2 separate regions of the Sus scrofa genome follow, and region 2 is linked to region 1. A link is a contact called in public HiChIP or PLAC-seq data. All regions are on one chromosome and are shown on one strand. The core of a region is the stretch at or near the end of the contact, and the rest is flanking DNA. Distances in the headings are between cores, read along the strand shown.

Region 1 (4,808 bases), core at 937-3,436:
TGGTGTAGGTTGCAGACGCGGCTCGGATCCCGCGTTGCTGTGGCTCTGGCGTAGGCCGGTGGCTACAGCTCCGATTCGACCCCTAGCCTGGGAACCTCCATATGCCGCGGGAGCGGCCCGAGAAATAGCAACAACAACAACAACAAAAAAAAAGACAAAAAAAAATAAAAATAAAAATAAAAGAGAAATTAAAGAGAAAAGAGAACAGAGCTTAGCCCAGCTGGTGAGGTCAGGTGCTGTTTGGTAGAACTCCATGGGCATGTGCTGTAATGTGGGATCTAGTTCACGCAAAATGACCTGAAAGATGCTGTTGTTTTAAGGAGTCTGTTTCTGGAACGGGACAGCTCATGTAGGCTCCTGTGGTGATTCTGGTAGAGTTTAAATCAGCAGTCCCAGAAAGAAGAAAGCACATGCTGAAATTTATTTTAAAAGGGAAGTCCCCCCCTTTTTTTTTTATTAAACTTGTACATTTTACTTTCTTCCTTTCAGAATCCTAATTTTAAAAAAACCTTATGTTTCCACTTATTTAAAAAAAAACACCCAAAACAAAGGAAACTGCGAAGATATCACTTTGGTGATGGGAGAGGAGGTAATTGGATTCAACATAAGCAAAGAAAATTCTACACTGAGCATAGGAATAAATTGAAGAGGAACCAACTCCAGTCTAGGGTCAGACCATCTGCAATGTGCCCAGCTCTTTTCTAAGAGGATTTCCAGAGCAAGCCCACCCGGGAGACCAGGGAGCAGCCTTCTTACCTTCTGGAGTGACAATCAGACCCGACACCCTAATGATCACACAGATACAAATCAATCACTCTATTTGAAAAGGCGCGCACATGTTTGCCACGCATCTTCCCTCCCTTCCCAGATTCTTTCCAGCAACAGAAGGTGGGGGCGGGCACCCCCTTGGTGATGCGGCGTTCACAGCACGTAAGTGCTCTTCACCAGGTGCTCTTTGTCGTCCGCAGTGCTCCAGACGGTGTGGAGGGCGCGCTCCTGGTTTCTTCTGGCCACCCTGATCAGGCAGACCACGGAGGCGCCCAGCAAGAGGACCAGGACCATCACGAACAGCCCTGCCAGGACCACCACTGTGGGTGAGAGAAAGGCCTCAGAACCAGCAGGACAAGGCAGGCCACAGCAGTGTCCACATGGGCTCAGGAGGACCAGCAGCCCCCGGGCCAGATGCTCCCCCCACCCTAACCTGGGAGGGTCTGGAGAACTGACACCACCGCACAGGAAATTATCACGGACAGTCCCGGTAGGGACTCTTGAGAAAGATGTTTCTGAAAAAAGGAGGGGCTGAGCTATGTGCAGACAGAGTGGCTATTTGTGTTCCTTTTTTTGGGTCGTTTTAGGTCCATACCTGCGGCATATGGAAGTTCCCAGGCTAGGGGTTGAACCGGAGCTGCCGGCCTACAGCACAATGACAGCAATGCCACATCCGAGCCACGTCTGTGACTTACACCACAGCTCATGGAAATGCCGGATCTTTAACCCAATGAGCAAGGCCAGGGATCGAACTCACGTCCTCATGAATACTAGTCGGGTTCGTTACTGCTGAGCCACAATGGGAACTCCCCAAAAACCTTCAACTCTGTATTTCCCTTCCACCTCTCAAGGGCAACTCTTATAGGAGTCCCAAGCCAAGAGGTGGACGCCAGGATATAAAAGCACACCCCTCTGGTCTGTGCGTCAACACCCTTCCCAACCCCAACCAGCCAGAGAAAGATGTGGCCCTGCAGGGGGCTGGGGTGGCTGCCTGTGGAATGAGGGAAGGGCAGAAGCAAGGGTGTGTTTGGAGCAGGGTCGGGAGGGGACCCTTGTTCTCTTAATTGCCCCACTGGTCAGTTAAGATGCTTTTTCTCCAGGTGGGGCTATACCTAAGAATGTGATCTCCTGGGTCAGCTATCCAGCTCCCTCCTTGGCTGCAGAATGGGACAGGGTCGATTCCTTCTCCACCTCCAACCCTCCAGACCCTCATGCCTGGCCAACCAGGTTGGAACTTCATTCCTCTTCTAAAGCAGAGCAGACACATGGGACAGGCCTGGGCTCCTTAACAAGGACCCAAGTGGAAAGAGGCCAAACCCGTGTGGCAAGTCTTTGTGCAAACACTCCCATCCATGACTCAGCATCCGAAACAAAAGAGGAGGCTTGGCCTCCTTGTCAGACCAGACTACATGGGGACAGCAGCACTGACTGAGGCCATGCTCCACCCACACACGGCAAGGGCTTTTCGTCTTGCCACAGCCAACTCTGTATACCCCACGACAGCAAAGTTCCCCCCAATCGGAGTCAGTCTCAGGCCTGCCGATACAGCAGACCCCCATACAACTGAAAACAGTAGGCTGTGTCCTCTGGTTGCCCCCAGACTGCCTGGGCAGAGGTGGCCTCACTCCTAAGCCTGTTTATGTCCACTATTCGGGGGGACAAACATCCAGCACATGTTCCAAGCTGCCTGGCCCTTCTCATGCAGAAATATAACTTCCTAACAAAAAAGATGTTTACAGTGAAGGACGATGTGTCCGAGACAACACGAGCCTACAAAGCAGCTGAGCTTGGTCAGGGCATGTGGAGGGGCCCAAGGCCACTTACCTTTAGTGCCGCGGGGCAGGGCAGGATACAACTGCTTGCCTGGAAGAGAACACACAACCTTGAGGTCCGCTCTCAGCTCTCCTCCCCCCGGAGCTGCAGCCACCTGAGAATCTCCCTCCCCCTCAGCCCTCGGCCTCCATGGGGGGCTCTTTCTGAGCGACTTCTTCCAGCTCTTTTGAGGGCGTTGGGACCTTGCCACCTCAGAAAGGGCCTAGGATATACCCATCCAAGAACTGGGGCCAAGCCTCTCCCTGTCCCTGGGGAGCTAGAGCAAGCGGAGACTCGAGAGGACAGTGTTTCCAAGGCCTTCATTTCAGGGCTGAGGAAATGGACCGGTGTCCTCCTGGAGGACCCATCAACTTGGGAGGCCCACCTTGTTTCTCAGATTGAGGAGTCGGGAGACTCACCGAAGCAGCGCTGCATACACTCCTCCTTGGAGTGGTAGCTGTTTTTATTGCCCCGGCATCCTCCGTAGATGAACTTATCACAAGAGTTCTTCTCGGCATTAAAGTACCAGCGGGGGAAGGCTGCGCGGCAAGGCCCTGTGACAGCCTTGGCAGTGCAGTATTCTGGGAGCGAGACAGTCCAAGGGGTACAAGTTAGCAGGGCCCAGGAGAGGGGACCCGAGCTAGAATGCTCCCAAGCAGTCACACAGCCACCAGCCAATGGGGAGAACATCCCTCTACTAAAGAAACTTGATTACAGGGGAGTTCCTGTCGAGGGTTAACAAACCCGACTAGTATCCATGAGGAAGAAGGTTTGATCCCTGGCCTCACTCACTGGGTTAAGGATCCGGCATTGCCATGAGCTGTGGTGTAGGTCACAGATGCGGTTTGGATCCCACGTTGCCGTGGCTGTGGTGTAGGTCGGCAGTTAGAGCTCCAATTCAACCCCTAGCCTGGAAACCTCCATATGCCGTGGGTGTGGCCCTAAAAAGAGAAATAAATACACACACACACATATATATATACCTTCATAGTTGATAATATCATCGGTGAGGTCATCAGAATCCTGCCTTCTGGGGACTGAAACACAAAACATCCATGTCAGGGAGGCTGGGATGGACCCTGGACACATGGCCCAGCTGGGCTGAGTCTACAAGGGCCCACTGAGGGAGTGTGGACACTCTGGCACCCAGAACGAAGGGAGTGGAGCCCCGTCTGTGGGCAGCTTTGCTCCATCCACTCCCAGTTCGAATGGGCTTCCCAGCACATATAGAATGACCAGGGATGGGGAGGCTGCCTGTCACCGCAGGGGTTCCTATGGAAACTAACCCCAGCTGCCATTTCTGGGGTAATGAGGAAGACCAGAGGTATCCACACTCTGACTGAGGGGTAGGTCCTTTATTCTCTTGGTGAAATTTTCTTCTGAAACAGGACAGAAGTCAGACTTAGGATGCCAGTGCCCCACAGCTCCTTGCAGAGGCCAGATCGGAAATAAACAAGGAACCCAGACAAAGCAATGGCTAGGACAGTTACAGGATTCCCGGCCTAGCAAAACTGGAAAGTGACTCTGACCTAACTCTCGGCATTCTTCAAGTCAACTGACCGCTGAACTAATAAATGCTCACCTTCCTGTGGACACTGATGTCAGAACCAAAGGACCAGAGCCAAAACTGCAACCACTGTGTGGCCACTGGCTGCCTGGGGAACATTTTCAAACAGGGTGGGGATGGAGTCCCTCCCTCCACAGCAGGTCTCTCCCAGCAGAACCCAAGGCCTGGGGACTGGCCTTTGGAAAGTGGGGTTGGACTTGCTAGTGCATCTGGACCACTCACCCCAGGCTCCCGATGCAGAGTCCTTTAAGCATAAAGGAGGAAGGGGGCAGCTGCTGCCAGCACTACAAAGCAAGCTAACACAAAGCTCGAGATCAAGGACTGCAGTGGGCATGGAGGCAGGGGTGTCAGAGAACAGAGGACTCAAGACAGGGAGAGAGACACAAGGATGACAGGCAGCACAGGAGACAGAACAGGCAAGGAGGGGGGACAGGGCAGTGAAGACAGGGCAGCAAAGACAGGGCAGCAGGCAGAGGCCAGGGGACTTGAGGCCAGCCCAAAGAGGAAGAAGGAGCCGTATGTGGCAGCAGCCACAATCCCCAAACCCCCAGGAGGAAGCGGAGGCCAGCCAGGAAGTGCTGTTGAATGCCTCTACCCTCTTGTCCACTGGACATGAACTCCCCAGCATAAGGATGCTGGCAAGGAGCCAGAAGCGGGCAGC
Region 2 (4,808 bases), core at 1,582-4,081, 170 kb before region 1:
TTTGAGCACTGTGGGCAGGTCTAGGGTCCCTGGAGTGTTGTCTGGGGTCCCTGGAGGTGGGTCTGTGGTCCTCTGAGGTGGTGCTGGAGCCCCCTGGGGTATTATCTGGGGATGCCTGGGCTGAGCCTGGGTCTGGGCCTGCAGAAAGGATTTAGAGGCCCCTGGAATGTTATCTGGGGAGAGTCAGGTAAGTCTCGGGCCTCGTGGGGTGTTGTCTGGAGGCCTGGGAGAGCAGGGAGGGGCACCGAGAGGGATCTGCCCCTTGCAGAACCGCTCCCCCCCCAGCCCCCAGGCACCCGGGCAGGCCCTGACCGGTTCTCTTCAGGGATGTGCAGTGCCATCATGGTCAGTGGCTCCTGACACTGCACCGCCCAGCCAAGCCGCTCGCCGGCACGGCGCGTCTCCACCCGCAGGAAGTGGTTGGGCATGCGGCTCCACGACACGGGCATCAGCATCTGCATCTCGAGCCGGGGCGGGCACTGCGGGGCCGGGTTCTTGCGCTCGCTCAGAAACATGGCAGCGGACAGCGGCATGATGTTCTGGGGGCACGGAGGTGTGCACGGGTCAGGATTCCCAGCCCTCTCTCTGTCCCACCCCTCCGCTTCCAGGGAGACCTCCTGGATTGCCCCTCGCCACCTCCAGCTGCCCTGCCGGCCTGACCTCCTGCACCGCCTTCCTCAGCCCGGCCCCGCCAGGGCCGTCACTGTGCTCATACCTTCTGCTTCCCCAGCTCAAACTGGATGACGTTCTGGTGTGTGGGCAGGACAAAGACGGCTGGAAACAGCTTTGTGTTGGGTTCCACCTGGCAAGGGAGAAGAGGGCAGGGTGAGGAAGAGGATGCACTGGAGGTAGGGTTGACTGTGGATCCAAAACTCTGGATCCGACTGCCCCAGCCTGATCCTGTTGTGGTGTCTACAGAGCCAAACTCGGCCACTGGTGGCTCCACAATGGCCCTAAGGTCGCTCATGGGCTGCACCACTTCTGATCCAGCCAGGCCAGCCTCCTCCAACTCCCCCAGGGCAACCTGTCATCTGGGTCTTTGTGCACATCATGCCCACCCTCCCCGACCCCCACAAATGCCAGTCCTGTTTCTCTCCCAAGCACATTCAGTCTTCAAAGTCCAAAAAGCATCCTCTGACTGCTCTTTCCATGCGGCCCCTCTGATCTTGGAGGAGGATCTCACCCAGCCTCCAGCACCACAAACACCACCATCTGTAAAGCAGGCTTGCCAAACCTGAGTCTTTTTTTTTTTTTTTTTCTCTTTTTACAGCCGTTCCTGTGGCATATGAAAGTTCCTAGGCCAGGGGTCAAATAGGAGCTGCAGCTGTTGGCCTACACCACAGCCACAACCACGCCAGATCCAAGCTGCATCTCTGACCTACACCACAGCTTGCAGAAAAACCGGATCCTTAACTCATCAAACCCGCATCCTAATGGATACTATGTCCAACCCGCTAAGCCACAACAGGAACTCCCAAACCTGAATCTAATTGCACCTGTGGCTCCATCTCCCAGTTTACAAGGAACTACAGGGGACAGAGGAAAATGTCTAAGTGACACCTCAGGTATGCATCAGCCAGATTCAGACTGTGATAAACCGGGTCAGCACGCTTCAGATGGCAGTGTGGGCATGAATCCCCTGGGATGTGTTAAAATGCAGATTCTGTGTGGGCAGGCCTGGGGAGGGGCCTGAGAGTCTGCGTTTCTAACCAGCTCCCAGGGGATGCAGATCCTGCGGGTCCAGGGACCACACGCTGAGGAGCAAAGCTCCTTCACCAAATACATTTCAAAGGGGCGGGGAGGTGGGAACCGAAATAGATCACCTTATTAAGATTCTGATTCCAACAAACAGTAAAAAGACTTTTTTTGGTTTGTTTTCACTCGGGCTGCACCCGCGACACATGGAGGTTCCCAGTTCCCCGGCTAGGGGTCAAATTGGAGCTATAGCCTCTGGCCTACACCACAGCCACAGCAACACCAGATCCTAACCCACTGTGTGAGGCCAGGGATCAAACCTGTGTCCTCATGGATTCTTTTCCACTGAGCCACGACCGGAACTTTAGTCAAAAGACATTTTTGAGACAAGCAGAAAAGTCTGAACATGGGCTGGATATTCGATGATATCTAAGAATTATTGGGTCGGCTTTTTTTTGTTGTTGTTGTTAAAGATAACGCTATTGCAGCTATGCTCTTTAAAAGAACCCTTTTAGGAGTTCCTGTCGTGGCGCAGTGGTTAACGAACCCGACTAGGAACCGTGAGGTTGCGGGTTCGATCCCTGGCCTTGCTCAGTGGGTTAAGGATCTGGCATTGCCGTGAGCTGTGGTGCAGGTCGAAGACAGGGCTCGGATCCTGCATTGCCATGACTGTGGTGTAGGCTGTCAGCAACAGCTCCGATTAGACCCCCAGCCAGGGAACCTCCATATGCTGCAGGTATAGCCCTAGAAAAGACCAAAATAAAATAAAATAAATGAACTCTTGTAGAGATACATACTGAAAAGAGACAAAACCGTATGATATATGGGCTCTCCCGCAGAATCATCTGGTGGGTGTGGGGTAAAGATGGAACAAAATTAGCTGTTGGATACTAGTTGGATATGTGCGATGGGGCCATGGAGGTTCATTATGCTGTTCAATTTTTGCAAATTTTTGAAATTCTCCACTTAAAGTTTCGTAAAATGAACAAAGTCAGATGGACTTCTGGATGGACAGACAGAGAATGTGTGATAAAGCTAGTGTCTTAAAACACGGATGGCAGATTCACAGTAGTGGGTATATGGGCGTTCACTGTACAGTTCCTTTAATTGTGCTGAAGGCTTGAAATCTTTCATAATAAAATGCTGAAAAGGAGGAAGTTCCCCCTTGTGATGTAGGACGTTAAGGATCTGGCATTGCCACAGCTGTGGCAAAGGTCACAACTGCAACACAGCTGCAGGTTTAATCCCTGGCCTGGGAACTTCCACATGGCCGGGGTGTGGCAAAAAAAAAAAAAAAAAAAAAAATGGCGTTCCCTTCATGGCGCTGTGGAAATGAATCCGACTAGGAAGCATGAGGTTGCGGGTTCGATCCCTGGCCTCACTCAGCAGTGGGTTAAGGATCCAGTGTTGCTGTGGCTGTGGCTGTGGCGGAGGCCAGCAGCTGTAGCTCTGATTAAACGCCTAGCCTAGGAACCTCCATATGCCAAGGGTGCGGCCCTAAAAAGCAAACAAAAAACAAAAACAAAATTTGAAAAGGAAAATCCTGCCGTAGAATTCTGTCCCAGCCTAGGGTGTTCCCTGATGGGTGAAAAAGCTTCAACTGGTGTCACCCAGCCCCAGAGGGAACACAAACATCTCTCCAAGGTCAAGGCTCTGCTCTCTCTCCTTTCTGGGTGTCAGTTTGATGCATGGTTCACCTAAGTGGTCTCCTAGGGACCTCCCCACTCTGGCCTGTCCTGAAGCTGTTTTTGTCCTGTCTGAGGTGTGTCCCCAGAAGGTGTCTGGAAGGGCTGTCCCAGGACACAGAGACACGAGGATGCTATGGCTAAGTTGCTGAGAACAGGACTCACCTGGAAAAAGGTGTTGCTCTCTTTGCCGTTGGCGGTGAAGGTCATAAGCCCAGTAGCCAAGTCCACCAGGCAGCCGATGACAAGGTCTGTGTGGCTGATCCGGCCCTGCTGCCCGGGGCTCACAAAGTCTCCACCCCACACCATGTAGCAGTTGCTGCACTTGAGGCTGGAAGTCACGAAGGTGTCAGTGCCTGGGTCCTCAGCCGAGGCACTCGGGACCCGGGACACCCCCTTCCCTGAGCCCCATCCCCCAACACCCACCACCTGCAGATGGGGCCCTGAAACCTCTCACCCCAGACCCTGAGCCTCCTGGAGCTAGAGTTCCTAGAAGATGGTGGCGGGGGTGGGGAATCCGAAAGGAGGAGAAGGAAGGCGAGCAGGAGGAGAGAACAGAGAAAGGAGGGTCACGTCGAAAGAGGATGGCAAGATGGAAGAGGAGGAGAAAATGAAAAAGAAATGGAAAAAGAAGAGGAGGGAGGCGTTCCCCTGCAGCTCAGCAGGTTAAGAACCTGGCATTGTCACCGTTGCGAAGCAGGTTTGATGCCGGCCCAGGGGAACTTGCACAGGTCGCAGGTACAAAAACAAAAACAAAAACAAAAACAAAAAAACAAAAAACAGAGGAGGAGGCAAGACACAGAGAAGGAGCCATGGAAGGAAGATACGCAGGAAGAGAGGAGAAGGGAGGAGGTGCCAGCGCCCACCCCTCCCCGTACCTGCTGTGGATGTTGCCCTGCTCATCCCCCATGGTCACCGTCACCGCCCGGACCTTGGTGAGGTCGAAGTTCATGTCGTGCTGGTGGTAGTCAGGGGTGACCCAGCCCACCCACACGCAGCTGGGCTCCTGGCCAGCGAAGACCCTCACCGAGTAATAGTACTGCGGAGACAAAGGGGGCGCCAGCGGTCAGGCGGGAAGACCAGGCTTCCTGGGCTGGGACTCTGCATTGATTTCTCTGGAGTCCCAGCATCCTCTGAGGGTTTAGTAAGAAGGGGAGACCTCCTGGGTCTGTGTCCCTCTGCTGCTGGGTCCAGGATTTCCAGCTTCAGGAATTCTTTGGGACCCTTTTGTGACACCCCCAAGTTGGAGTCCCTCCCCAGGTTATACAGTGAAGTTAGAAATAAATAATAGCGAAGAGGGAGCTCATGAATTAATTCACTTAATCCTTACAGTCACCACCAGGGGGATACAATTTTTATCTCCATTTGACTGATGGGGAAATCGTGGCGCTTCCGCCAAAGAGAAGAAATAGACCAGTGGAGCGACGT

The links. HiChIP or PLAC-seq counts read pairs in DNA pulled down with a chosen protein or histone mark.
Region 2: an H3K27ac HiChIP or PLAC-seq map of alveolar macrophages shows a contact between it and region 1. The contact joins two enhancer-like sites. A contact is called at or near these places in 1 of 47 Hi-C or Micro-C datasets (epiblast stem cells) and 1 of 2 datasets of contacts at active chromatin or transcription factors (alveolar macrophages).

The regions. Positions count from the first base shown.
Region 1 is chr6:47,206,154-47,210,961 of Sscrofa11.1, reverse strand. It overlaps SPINT2 (kunitz-type protease inhibitor 2), which reads right to left. Exons shown (of 7, transcript XM_003127108.5): 4 at 3,564-3,617; 5 at 3,000-3,161; 6 at 2,593-2,631; 7 at 398-1,088. The coding sequence ends at 922. It overlaps LOC102167359 (a long non-coding RNA gene), which reads left to right. Exons shown (of 5, transcript XR_303838.3): 5 at 969-1,315. Among named protein-coding and RNA genes, the nearest start is that of C6H19orf33, 15 kb to the left of the region's middle. Within about 2 kb of position 2,186, at least 16 of the 83 cell types and tissues checked have an H3K27ac peak or open chromatin away from gene starts, as enhancers often do. A contact at or near this core is called in alveolar macrophages, where this site is marked.
Region 2 is chr6:47,374,479-47,379,286 of Sscrofa11.1, reverse strand. It overlaps RYR1 (ryanodine receptor 1), which reads right to left. Exons shown (of 109, transcript NM_001001534.1): 31 at 4,259-4,419; 32 at 3,546-3,711; 33 at 716-802; 34 at 313-539. Among named protein-coding and RNA genes, the nearest start is that of RYR1, 37 kb to the right of the region's middle. Within about 2 kb of position 2,831, at least 4 of the 83 cell types and tissues checked have an H3K27ac peak or open chromatin away from gene starts, as enhancers often do. A contact at or near this core is called in alveolar macrophages, where this site is marked.